3 separate regions of the Mus musculus genome follow, and regions 2 and 3 are each linked to region 1. A link is a contact called in public Hi-C and HiChIP or PLAC-seq data. All regions are on one chromosome and are shown on one strand. Each heading gives the region's core, a stretch centred on a gene start, on an enhancer-like site or on the middle of the called end of the contact. The rest is flanking DNA. Distances are from core to core; before and after follow the strand shown. Region 1 has its middle 160 kb from the start of 1700092E19Rik. Region 2 has its middle 110 kb from the start of Hdgfl1. Region 3 has its middle 220 kb from the start of Gm11351.

Region 1 (4,417 bases), core at 496-2,995:
ACCTGTTTTGAAATCGCCCCCCACCCCACCAGTTTTGGACATGGGATCTCACTCTATAGACTTTCAGCCCCGGCCAACCTGAAACTAACTATGTAGAATAGACTGGCCTTGAAATCATAGAAATATGCCTGCCTCTGTCTCCTAGTGATGAGATTTAAAGTTTGTACCACCACATCCAACTCTGTTTTGAAATCTTATACCAAACCTTTAATTTTATGATCTGAAGAAAGTGAATGAGGACAGTATTAATCAGGGATCAAGGCAGGAATGCAAGAACTCACTGTAAGTCACACCCAGGAGAAAAGTCAGGCACAGAAGTTAGGCTAGGCAAGGCAGACCCTATGCAATGCAATCTCTGCTACTAAATCAAAAGAGATGCCCACAGTGAGTTGGCTTTTAGGACCTAGCTAGCTCACACAGTTAAGAAGAAACCTTCAGTGCAGCTCAGTGCATGCTTTTTCTTCTCTCATTCAATATCAGCAGCAGTTGTAGGATGTCAGAATGCATAAAGATCATTGAGAATATGGTGACAGGGCAGACACAGGGTCATATCCAAGAGGAAAGGTTTTGAGCCCCAGGAAGAATCTGGGTCTTATTTCTTCTGAGTTCTCTTGGTCCCAGAGGTGCTGGAGGCTTATTCAGTGAGCCTGACACAAGCCAGTTACTTCCTAGAGAAAAGTTTCTGGAAGCTGAGCTGAGAAGTTCCTCAAATAATTCAACAAGGATGCACAAAGGTGAACAGTTTTGAGTCACCTATTATTTTCTGTCTTGCTCTTTCGTAAGCAGTGTGGTAGCCTTTCCTGTGGGTGAGGCAGAGCCAATGAACAGCAGTGCCATCATTTCATAACAATCCTGACCTCCATAGTCACTCACAGCCTCCTCTTCCCTGGAGGTAGAGATGTGACCAATGGTCTCTCTTCCCAGAATGTTCTCTGAGACTTTCAAAACTTCCATCATTTCCTTTCGAAAGGGGGTTCTTCCTTTACAAACCAAGCTAAACAGTGTGAGAAATGGCTTTGACAGGCATAAGAATAAATTTCAGCTTCTTAGTGTCTGTCACACATACATGGGTATAAGCACTACAATGTAGACAGATGGGTAAGTTCTAGGAATGAGTTTGACAGAATCTTACATGAAAAGTTTCTGCCTCTGGAAGCTCTGCTCCTTTCCTGTGATATTGTTATGGCTGTGGTAAGCTACCAAAAACAGCGCCATAATATCTATTAATCCTCATGCACGGACATGCCTTCTTTCACTTGCACAATGCCACTGATATCCACTAGTGCCCCCACACAGTGCTCTATAACTACAAAGTCTCCTTTCTTCCATCTTAGCAAGATACAGCCTCCAAACAAGAGTGAACTAAAGTTAAAGTAGAAGTGTTTCTTCTTCCATCCACTGCAGCTAAGGATCTGGAGCTGCGTTTTCTGGGCCTTGGAAAGAAATGTGGACTCAGCCTGCCGCATGCGCGACTTCCCCTCATCAGTGTGCAGTTAGTCCCTGCCAGACTGATTCAGGCCTTGGATGCTTTACAGAAGAGAGAAAGGGAGGCTCCAGGTCTATTGAGTTGGAGCGTGGCATCTGCCGCACACTGAGGGGAGAGGTCAAAGGTCATCACTCGATTTTGATAAAGCGAGCCAGATTAATTGTCTCTGGTAATCCTGTTTGTCACGGTAGATATGCAAGGGCGTCTTTGTGGCACAGGCTGACATATGGGCAGGCCTGCTGCTTGCCTATTCAGGGGCCCAGCACATGTTCTCCCCAGTTGGACAAGTTCCCAGAGCCTTGTTTGCCAAAGGAGTGGGGCCTCCTGCTCCTATTCAGCCATCCCCCATCTCCACCAAGAGGCTTTCTTCTAATCTTAAAACCTGCCTAGGCTATTGAGAGAAGCCACATTATAGGGGGACGGGGGAGGGAAAGCTAGAGACAGAAAGGAAGAGAAGGGGGCTGCTAAGGAAAGAAAGGGGGCTGAAGGGGAGAAAGGCAGACAGCCATCAGAAGCAGGAGTGAAAAAGACTCTTACAGATGGGGGTGTGGGATAGGGGCAGAGAAATATAATTACAAAAGATAGCAGCCGTGTCCTTCAGGCAGAAGCCTTCAGGGCTGATTATAGCTGCTCTCCAAATCTGAATCTATCACCAAATTATACCCTGCCTCTTTTGTAAAATAAATGTTAATAAGAGGTAATTTTGGCCCTCCTGATTGTTAAGCTCAATGGAGATAGATTTTTTCTTCCTCTGTGTGTGTGTTTATTGTAATATCTGGAGGGCTTTTTCTTCTTCTTTTTTCTGTTCCAACTAGAATTTATATTGAAACACACACACACACACACACACGTTCAGTGGTCCAACACAAGAGCCAGAAAAACAAAAAGCAAATAGCTTGAGCATTATAACAATGAAGAAACAGATAGATGGACAATTGGCCACTAATGGTCTTCTGTAGAATATTCTAGAAGTATGGTCCCTAGGATTTAGAAAAGAGTAAGCATGGAGAGATGGAGAAAAGGAATGTAGCCCTTTCTTAGTGAAAGAGGTGGGGTCCTTTTTCTAAAGAGCTTTGCTTTTCTTTAGTTTAAAAGCAAGACCCCCTTTCATTTACATAATCATTATTTTGAGTTGCTGCCAATTCTTTTGGGGGCTTTTACATTTAAAAGCACAAAAACTAGAGACAATCCCATGACAGATCTTTTGAAAATGTTCTAATGATGTGTATTTATGAACAGATCCAGAAATGGAGCAATTAGAAACAATGAATAATAATCTTTGGAGCAGACAAAGCAGAGAGAGATTCATATATGAATGTCTGATCAGAAAAGCTTTGAGGCAGACATCCCTGGGTCTTTACAGTGTGTGCTGTATGAACACAGACCAGAGACCGGGGTCTAGATGAGACAATAGCTGGACTGCCTAGACAAGTGGTATCAGATCATGGAGGCTGGTTGGTCATATTTCTGAATAAACACTCTGGCTACTATTATAATACTCCAGACAAGAGACGAAATGATTGTCATTGATTTTCAAGGGGATTCACATTCAAAATTTAAGACACTGAAGTAAGATACCCCTAAATTGTTATCTTATTCTAGGTAAGAAAATATTTTGTTTAGTTCTACCAAAATCACCGGCAACAATACACTTCTTGTTTTCACCATTAAAAATATAATACCACTATTCTTTCATTTATTCATTGCAGAAAACAAACTAAAATGGGAATCTATGAAGATCTATAAATTATTTACATTGTATTGTGACATGGTGTTTTAAGGATGAGGTGAGGTCATTTGAATAGGAGCTTGGATAGAGGACAAATATAAGTTATATTCAAATCAGGACACTGTGAAACAAGAGACATCATGCTGTGCACAGAGGGCTGAAACTTGCATAAAAGGGATTTAGAAACAACTAGGCAACCTATCTTCCTTTCTATACAAACTAGACTACTGTTGAGTTTATTTCGGGGTCTTCCCAACCTTTAAGAGACTAGCACCAGGAAAAGCCTGGGAAAGAGAAAAGAACATGGCCAACCTGTATCTACCACTCCCTCTATCACTTTAGGATATGTTGAGTCTAATCCCTTGTGTCAATATGATCAGAGCCAAGTACTTTTGGCTCACCAGGAGAACAAAGACAATACCTGGTAGCCTCAACTCCTGCTTTACGAACTTATTGCAACACTATCTTCCTTTAATTTGACTATTTTATGATGTGTGTGTGTGTGTGTGTGTGTGTGTGTGTGTGTGTGTGTGTGTGTGTGTACACATGTGCCTATGGCTGTGGAGGCCAGATGTTGACATCAGGTCACTTTCCCAGTTCTTCTCCAACTTAGTTTTGAATCAAAGTGTCTCACTAAACCTGGAGCTTACTCAGCAAGACTACCTGTTTGGTGAGCTCTCAGAATTCATCAATCTGTGCCTTCATGGAGCAGAAATGTTAGGTGGGTGCTGGGAGTCCAGACTCAGGCCCTCAGCCTTGTAGGACAAGTACTTCATCAACTGAATGAGCTCCCGGCCCCTATTTAAGTTTTATTGATTACATTTATTTGTCTTATACCTCAATTTCTTTTCCTAAGTTATCCAAAATGCCTCTTCAAATGCTGTTTCCAGGAGTCAGGCTAGCTTCAGAAGATCTCTCACAATGTACTGAGGGAAGATGGACAGCAGTCTTCCATCCTGTCTGTGCTCTGTCAAGCTCATGTCCTAGTCCGCTTCTATGCTGCTGTAACTAAACACTGACCCAAAGCAACCTGACAGGAAAAAAAAAGAAAAAAAGAAAGGGTTTCTTTGGTATATAAAGTTTATAGATGATTGTGGAAAACCACGGGAGGAATTCAAGTCCAGAAAGGAGGTAAGAACAGAAGCAAAACCATAGGCAATGTCATTTACTGACTTCCTTCCCTTGCCTGCTCAGACTCATTT
Region 2 (4,417 bases), core at 1,179-3,678, 500 kb before region 1:
TCCAAAAATATCCGATAAACCCTTATCATGCACTGAAGTATTCATCTTCTTGAACAAATAATGTTTACAGAGGACTTCTCTAAAACATTCTCTAAAACATTCCATGCAATGGTCCCTTTTTGAGAGGGAAATGGAACTTGTCTATTCACTTTGAATACACTCTTTGTCTTACTAACTGTAAGGTCATGAATAGGTTGAACAATTGGTTCTTTCTTCTAAAGAAAAAAAAATGCCATTTGCTTTGGTTGGTGCTATTTTTTGAAAGAATTAAAAACCCATTTCTCAGCATCCTAACATTCTTGATGTTTTGTGTAATGTAGTGAAATAATTTGTTGAAGTCCTCTGGGGTGGCCTTGTTCTGTCCCGTACTTGCCCTCCTGCATAGCAAATGAGATGACTCGATTCCTTGATAAACACATTACATTTAATGTCATTTCAGTGTTTGGACTCTATACATTTGAGACCTAATCCTGAAGAAGAAGAGCGTTGGAGATGAATGCCAATTTAGATGTATGTTTCAACCCAGGAATATTTTAGTTTCTGAACTTGAGTGTTAGAGGTGTAGACTATGACAGTACCTTTGTTCATAGCTTTCTCAACACAAAATTCTAATGGCTGTTATCCCCCAAGAAATAACCTCAAATTGAAGGAACACTATTTTGATCTAAGTTCACAGGGTATTTTCTGGAGTGGCTCATTTGGCTGAAAGCCAGTAGTATGGTAAATGTGGGTCCTGGGATTAGGGAGACTTGAGCTCAAAACTTCCTGTTCTACCTAACAACTGCTGAGGTTAGCTTTGTATATTCTTTGAGTCCCAGACACTTAATGCTTATATTTAGCATGATAATGTCTACTTCATAGAATTGCTATGAATACTAATTGAGATAAAATTTCTAAAGTACATGACACAAAGTGTTCAATAAATATTAATATATGTAATTAGACAAAGAGCCCTGCTAGGTCTTCAGACCTACTGTTTATTAATTTTCCTCCTCTGATTGCATCTGTATTACAATTATGCATATTTCCTTTTGTTTAACATTTTATTAATATGTATTAAATTTTTTCTTGAATGAAGAAGTTTCTTTTCTTTTTTCTCCAAACATTTTTATTACTTCTTCGAAAATTTCATACCATGTATTTTGATCATATTAACACCCTAAGTCTGCCTCAGCTCCCTTCAGATATACCTACTATTTACACACTGGATATTTCCTACTATCTGGAAAACTTTGTGTCCTAGTGTCCTGATATGCATACATTCATACATACATACATACATACATACATACATACATACATCTCCATCTCTCTCATTGCACTGACTATATACTCCTGGATGTAGGGCCAGCCACGGAAGCATGATGGATCTACTAACGGTCACACCCCTAACAAAACTTTCTTTCTTTCACCAGAAACTGTCCACTATATACAATTCCCCAGTTAAGGATGGAGGAAAGGAACCCTAAGTCTCTGGTCTACAGGACAAATAACACACACACTCACACACACACACACACACACACACACACACACACTACTAGTTTGCATTAATCTATGTTCCTCGTTTTGTAATCTACTTTGAGCAAGATAAACCATAGCCTTACACAACAGAGAGATTCCCAACCTACATTTAACTGAGAAGATCATTGCCTTTTGCTTCTTTGGAAACATACATCATGCCTAAGTGAATTTCTTAATATGAAAATAAATGTTATACTATGATGGCTTCTAAAGAGGAATAGAAATGTGCAACTCATTAAAAAAGTGCACATAGGTACTTATAAACAGACAAAAAAGTTTTTTGGCACATTTCATGGTGCAGACATTAAAAGAAAAAGTCATAAATTATCCTTGAAGTACAACAAATTCATTTTAATGGTAAAGCTTGTATCTATTAGTCACTTCAAAATTTGAAAAAAAAAAACATTACTAGCCCTTTAATAAGATATGTAAGAGAATCACTAAAGAATCAATATGAAATAATAAAGTATGGATGTGCTTCATGTTTCCCATTTTCTAAGCTAAAGAGCGGAGAATGATCCCTTGATCACTTAAAATGTTCAACCTGTTTTTGATGGTATTTATGATCTGTTGGACACACTAAAAGCTTTGTTAATAACCTACCAAAAGTAAGTGACGTCAGTGATTTAGTTCTTTGGTCTAAAACCTGACCAACATCATGTTTTTACTTATCCCTTTGGATACTTAGAAATTATCATGTTAAAAGCACCGAAAAAGATGATTTGTTGCTTGAAATATGTGAGTTGAATGGGAATTTTCTGGGCTTTGTGATCGTGAACCTCACATACAGAGAAGCTAGTGAGTCCTGCCAAAATGTCAATGGAGTAGGGTACAGTGCCAACACCAAGGGCAGAGAGCCCATTTGGGCGCACTAGGAGTATATTACATGTATGGCTTTATCTTTTCTTGGAAACCAGACAGCTCTAGTAGTGTGCTCTTCTGCATAAAATAGTAAATTAGTCACCCAGTGCTACTGAGGTGGTTCATTAATTCCAAGTGTCAGCTTCTCTTTATTTTCACATGGCTGAGAATCAAGTAGTTGCACATCAAATTGTGACTTTTTTCCTGCTTCTCATTTGGCTCAGACCCTTTATCTGTCATTATTTATGTCCTCAAAGGCCTCAGCAAAGCTGCCATCCTTGAGTAACAAAAGATGCTGCTCAGAGTGGCTCAGACTGGGGCTTGTTGCAGCAGATGCTGTTTTATGTTTTGCCAGAGAATAGGTCCTTTTATTTCTGCCTTGAATGCAGCCTTTCTTTCCATTCCTAAAGGTTTTCAAGCATTAAACCTAATCCTTATCTATGCACTGTGGAAGATAGCCCATGCCTTTGCCATCAGAGCCCATACAACATTCACTGTGTGGATAAAGATATGCAAAGAAGTGAAACTCTGGGCTCTTTAGTTCACTGCCTCTGCTCATCTCACTTCTTGAAATGAGAACAAGAACTGAAGTCTTTGCCTGTAGGAATAACTGATCAGAAGTGGAAAATGCCTGAGAAAAGCATTAAAATAAATAAATCAAACTGAGAACAGTTCATCATCAGGTTTGCTATTGAAACATAACCAGAGAAGAAAGGCAGAGACAGAATTAATGGTTTGTAACAAGAATTGCTTTCTTTCAAGGTAATGAGATTGTCTGTTTGAAGATCAGAGGAGTGTCCTAAAATCAGAATATGCCAGGGCAAAGGTGACACCTGGGACCATATGCACCTGTGTGGTTGTGCCTCAGAGAAAAGTTCTCATAACAAAACAGAATTGTCCATAGAAATTGCTTTGATGCTATTTCAATGGTTCTTCTTATCACTATTTGAACTATTTGAAAGCATTGCCCTACTGATCTGATTTTCTTCAATATTACTAGTAATTCCTTACATGAAAATAGGCATAGGGCTAGGCAAGAAATATGAGCTAGGCCAGCAAGACAGGTATGCAGGTAAATGCATTTGCCAAACAAGCATAACAACGTGAATATGATCCCTAGAACATACAGAAAGCTAGATGTGATGATCTATAATTCTAGCACTTTTAGGGCAAAGTGGGTATTGGGAACACAAGATGCTTGGAGAATTATAGACAATCAAGCCTAGAGCATGTAGCATATCAGAAACAAGATGTTCTCTGCAACACTGTGGAGGGAGAGACTTGACTCCTGAAAGTTGTCTTCTAACTCCCGAATGCTCACTACCACTCACATATATCATATACAACATACACACATTTCACCAAGAATAAGAAATTTAAATTTACAAATGTATGGCAACAGCTTTTATTGTGTTCCCTCATATAATGTGAAGTTTGTTGGTTTGTTGGTTTATTGGTCTATTTTCCATGAAACTACTATTCACCTCGTCTTCACTTCAGTTTTTTGTTTTGTTTTTTGTTATTTTGTTGTTGCTGTTGTTTAGGGTTTTTTGTTGTTGCGTTTTGTTTTGTTTTGTTTTGGTTTTTTTTTGCTTTTTTTTTTTGGGGGGGGGGAAAGCCATTTTGCTGACCACCTGTAGGTTTTGGCAAGAGTTAAAGATACTTAAGAAAGGTCACAGATGGCATGAATTTATCTCAGTAGTAACATGAAGGGAAAGGAGGATGAGGAAACACATCTGAGGGGCAAGTATTTTAGTGATTGCCACTACTGTAAACTTACTTCTGTAGTCTCTGTGCCTTATTAAGAGTTATCATCTTTGTTACATTCTGCACAGAGAAGGAGAATCTGGGGAAACTGCAGAGCCACAGTCTATATGGAAAGAAATGATTTCAACCCATGCTGTATTACTATTTTTGACCCATGAGTAGAAATTACCATCTGGAGAATCAGAGATCAACATTAACATGTATCGCTGGCCAAGTCCACAGCAGCTTCTCAGTACCATTTAATTTGGGTGACAACATAGAAGTA
Region 3 (4,417 bases), core at 1,002-3,501, 400 kb after region 1:
TTGAATTCCTGTCTCAACTTTCTTAGATGATGAACAGTGATGAAGTGCATGAGCTGAATAAAATTGTTCTTCCCCAAGTTGCTTTGGCCATGCTTATTTGTCCCAGCCATAGTAACTCTAAGACATCTATATATTTGAAAAGAGAATCTAAATTATGTATTATTAAAGTATAAATTAGAAACCTCATGTGGGCAGGAAACAATAAGCGATACATATGTAGCTGGGTCAGCTGAACTCCCAATTAATGTTTTACTATCACACATAATAAATGGAGATGCTCAAAGGGTAAATTAATATCAGATGGTTTCATTATTTTGAACATTGAAACAATCACATAACAATTACTGGCTGTGTTAGCAAGTGCTTTATACTCAGGGTTCACTTGCCTTGGTTTGGTTTTACCAGTCCTTTTTTTTTTTTAAAGCTCATTTGATTATTTTTATTTTAACTACAAACTTGATTAGTTATTTAGTATCTTCTCCCTTGACCTTTAATCTGAAAGAGAAAAAAATATTGGCTATTTCATCTTACAGAAGAACAATCTAAACTGTCATTGCTCCATCATGATAACTGGCAAGGTAAAGAAACACTGTCTCTACGTGTGCCTGTTATATGTATTACAATATATGTAATATATTATATTATATTGTATTATATATTATATTATATACTCAAACATTCATACACAGAGAAATAAAACAAATATTTTAAAGAAAATATTATTTGAACAATGCACAATCTTTTGGGATTTTCCACATTCTATATGAGTTTTCTCCCACAATATTTTGATTAATGCAAAAATCCCATGTTCCTTAGAATCTTGCCATTACCCATTTAAAGGCAGAAATGCTTGTTTTGCTCTAGTATACACTGGAGAGAAATTCTGGACAATTCGTTTATCTAAAGTGTTTAATTTCAACCTCAGTATTTCAGAGAAGACTAACATTTATGTTATATTTTGATGCAAAGGCAATGTTAATGTCAAAGCCATTTCAAAATAGTTTTAATGAAAAAAAATTAAATCAGGGTGACTTGAGAGAGGCAGATTGCTGGTTACACGGAAGCCTCCTGTTTAGAGTCGTATAATTTTCATCAGTGTCTCAGTCAGTGATGTAGTTTGACATTTGTTCCTCCCACCCCCACCCACAGTCAAACAAAGTGAGGAATACTGCAAATCAAGACTGTGGCAAGCATAGTAACCTCACCTAGATCTTAGCTTCACTGCTGTCTGAGCTGCAGCGTGGAAGGGCTTAACGTGGCTTTCCTTACTTTTATTTACGTCTGAATTTGGAGCCAGATGAAGATAAACCCACAGAACTGAGTGAGACTGAGCTCCCTCATCTATGGATTCTCACACTTCCCCCTAGACGTGTGTAATTACCCTGGCCTGTGGTGCTTATTTGCCAGATTTGGATACAAATGGATATAAAGGTCTTTTCATCTCTCTTGCTTTCTCTCTCTTTTTTTTTCCATCAGTGACGTCTCAAAGCCAAGGCAGGTGTCTGTGGGATTAAACATAATTACAAAGGGAGAGAGAGAGCAGAGATGAAGCTAGAGCGCAATTCCCAGCAGAACAGGCATTTAGGAGCCTGAGCAGGTGCTGTAGGAGGCCTGGTGTATCCAGCTAAATTGAACCATGGTGGTGGGCAAGGGCACACATACTGAAGCCTGGGATGGGGAGGGCACTAGCTGTCTCGGGGACAGACGGGATGCCAGGATGGGCCCCTTCAACTCCATGGCTACTGGAGTGAACAGATTCTGTTTCTCACTACTTCCTTTGTCGGGTGGCAGCAGGAGAAAACAAAGTGCCACTTCTTGCCATTGTGAAGCCACTTGCATAATCCCCTCCCTTTGGCATATCGTCATGAACTAGCAACTGCTCTATTATTAGATGGAAGAGTGGCAGCAGGTGACAGGGTCCTGCAACTTTTCCTTTATATAGCTCTGAGCTCTCTCGTTGGGTTTTAAGTTTTAGATGGCCCTCCTCAGCTAGAGTATTCCCATTGTGAAGAAAATTCTATGATGCCTTTGGGAACTAAACAAATAAAGTGGTTTTCTTTCTTTCTTTGGACACTATGACCCATGACTGACTAGACATTGTGTGTGTGTGTGTGTGTGTGTGTGTGTGTGTGTGTGTGTGTAAGTAATGGACAAAAAGGTCCTTCTTTGGCTCAGACAACACCTGGAGTAGCCAAGGGCTGCCAGCCTCAGAGATCAAACCAGCCTGGGCTCTGGGGTGCCTCCTTTTGCAGACAGAGCCACTGACCCGGGCTGTATCCACAGTGAGGAAGAACTCCCTGCTGAATGGAACTCAGAAGATAATGCTACTCTTTATCTGGTCCCAGTGGAGGGTGTCCAGCCATGAGGAAATGACAAGGACTGGGGGGTACTTTATTCTTCTGTTGCTGCTGTGCATTCTAAACTCAGTGAATGAGGGAGACCTTAAATGCAAATGGGGAACTATATTGCATCTTAAAAGAAAGAAACTCTGTTTTTTTTCAGACCCTAGAAAGAAAGTTTTTGCAGCTGAGTTGGTTTTCCTTACTCTCAGAACTTGCAGGAAAACAAATGTTAGCATTCTATATTAAAATAAAAACCTCATGCAGCAGTTACTTTCCAGTATCAGGGATACCACCCATCGCATACTTGTGCATCCCAGCATATAATATTTCTATGACAGGATTCCACTTTAATATAGTGCGTACTATTAAGTAGGACTGGTGAAGTGATTGGCATTTCGATATAGGTAAATATAAAGAGAGTCTATGGTGAAGTTACACATTTCATACAAGGATCTGGCAGAAACTCTACTTGTGTATCATCAGTTAATTTGTAAAGAACCTGGGTGCAAACCCTGTTGCTACTCAAAGCTCAACAACATCTTATGACATATATTGATGAGCAAATATGTTTAAAAAGCTAGAATGAAGCCTTAAAATGGTCTCATGAGGATTATGGAAACAGCTTAGCAGGGAATGTGCTTGCTGAATAAGCATGGGAACTAGGTTTTTGATTCCCAGCATCCCTAGGCAGGGTGACATGGACCAGAGAACCCAGAGGTGGACATTCGTGTCCTGGTGATTCACTAACTTCCTAAAATGCAGAGCTCTATACTCAGTGCTACTCTCCATCCCAACATGTAAGGTCAACAGGCAGTTGAAAGAGACATCTGGATGTCTACCTCTAGCTTCCAAACAAGCCTCCACGAGTGAGAGCAACCCCCCACCCCCTACCCCATACATACCCACGTGCAATGAGCTCATTGCTAATATATGAATATATGAAAATAGGTCAGGGCATGCCAAAGAACACACAAATAATTGGATACAGAAGGACATGCAAGTGTGCATGTGTGTATATGTATGCATGTGAGATATATATATAAAATCTTTAATTCACATGACATTAATAATGGGATGTGAATCTGTTGCAAGGGAAATGAATATCACAAAAGATTATTAAGCTGGAAATTTTGAGTAAAAGGCAAATATGGTATGGATTGTATTGGGTACGACATATGGCATACCTTTGTCAAATACATTTAAAGGGACTATGTTAAATTGGAAGGGAGATTATGGTCTGTCATCCTGGAAGACAAGGAACCATGTGATGGGATGCTTTTCTCTCCACTGATGAGTGAGATGCAGAAAGAACATTAGACAAGATTAGGCTGCTCTTTCATGTGGGCTCAAGTCTTGGAGTGAAACAAAACCATGACAGCCATGACATCAAGCACTAAACTAAAACATTTCTTTCAGATACATGTTACGAAAGTTCTAATTCTTTATTTTATAAACATACTATGTGTATTTTTAGCTATTTCCTCAATACTGAAATACACCCTTTTGGAGGGAAGCAGAAGGTTCATAAAGGCCTTCTTGCTCTGAAACTTTACAAGGCTGAGGAAGCTCAGAAAGGGACCAGATTTGCAGGACACTTCCCTAAGGCAGTAAAAGCAGTTGCTGGGAAGAGGAGACTGTCCCACTACAGGAGTTCCAGGGAGGCATCTTTCATGAATCATCCTCTCCCGTGCTGGAGTGAACTTTTTGGTGATACAGCTGCCTTTGAGTCACACATCCTCCTGTTAGGGAACTCCAATAAACTGCTGGTTCACCAAACTAGACTTGGGTGGAATGGTTTCTTTAATGTGTCATCGAAGACCTATCTGGGATCAGAACAAGTTCATTCGGGTCTCTACTGGCAGCAACATATACAGACTAACCTTTATAAGGACAAGATATATGTTCATCATTGTATAGGGACAGCACATAAAACCACAGGGAAGCCTAAGAAAATGGACATGTGTTTAGTGACAATCAGTTGCAATCCACAGAGTTTGTTGGGTACTATTTACCTAGTAAAAGTTGGAGCCAGAAAACAAGTTGTTCTCTGCAGCCCATATATTTTCCTTATTTCA

What was found. A called contact is a pair of places that touch in the nucleus more often than the background predicts. HiChIP or PLAC-seq counts read pairs in DNA pulled down with a chosen protein or histone mark.
Region 2: a Hi-C map of cerebellum shows a contact between it and region 1, with 2.4 times the contacts expected there. The contact joins two enhancer-like sites. A contact is called at or near these places in 2 of 484 Hi-C or Micro-C datasets (cerebellar granule neurons and cerebellum), 2 of 115 datasets of contacts at active chromatin or transcription factors (astrocytes and stem cell-derived neural progenitor cells) and 1 of 9 other capture datasets (embryonic tail).
Region 3: a contact with region 1 is called in an H3K27ac HiChIP or PLAC-seq map of stem cell-derived neural progenitor cells, with 4 times the contacts expected there. The contact joins two enhancer-like sites.

Annotation. Positions count from the first base shown.
Region 1 is chr13:26,152,474-26,156,890 of GRCm38.p6, reverse strand. No RefSeq gene overlaps it. Among named protein-coding and RNA genes, the nearest start is that of 1700092E19Rik, 160 kb to the left of the region's middle. Within about 2 kb of position 1,745, at least 74 of the 459 cell types and tissues checked have an H3K27ac peak or open chromatin away from gene starts, as enhancers often do. A contact at or near this core is called in astrocytes, cerebellum and stem cell-derived neural progenitor cells, where this site is marked.
Region 2 is chr13:26,655,497-26,659,913 of GRCm38.p6, reverse strand. No RefSeq gene overlaps it. Among named protein-coding and RNA genes, the nearest start is that of Hdgfl1, 110 kb to the left of the region's middle. Within about 2 kb of position 2,428, at least 44 of the 459 cell types and tissues checked have an H3K27ac peak or open chromatin away from gene starts, as enhancers often do. A contact at or near this core is called in astrocytes, cerebellum and stem cell-derived neural progenitor cells, where this site is marked.
Region 3 is chr13:25,748,460-25,752,876 of GRCm38.p6, reverse strand. No RefSeq gene overlaps it. Among named protein-coding and RNA genes, the nearest start is that of Gm11351, 220 kb to the left of the region's middle. Within about 2 kb of position 2,251, at least 33 of the 459 cell types and tissues checked have an H3K27ac peak or open chromatin away from gene starts, as enhancers often do. A contact at or near this core is called in stem cell-derived neural progenitor cells, where this site is marked.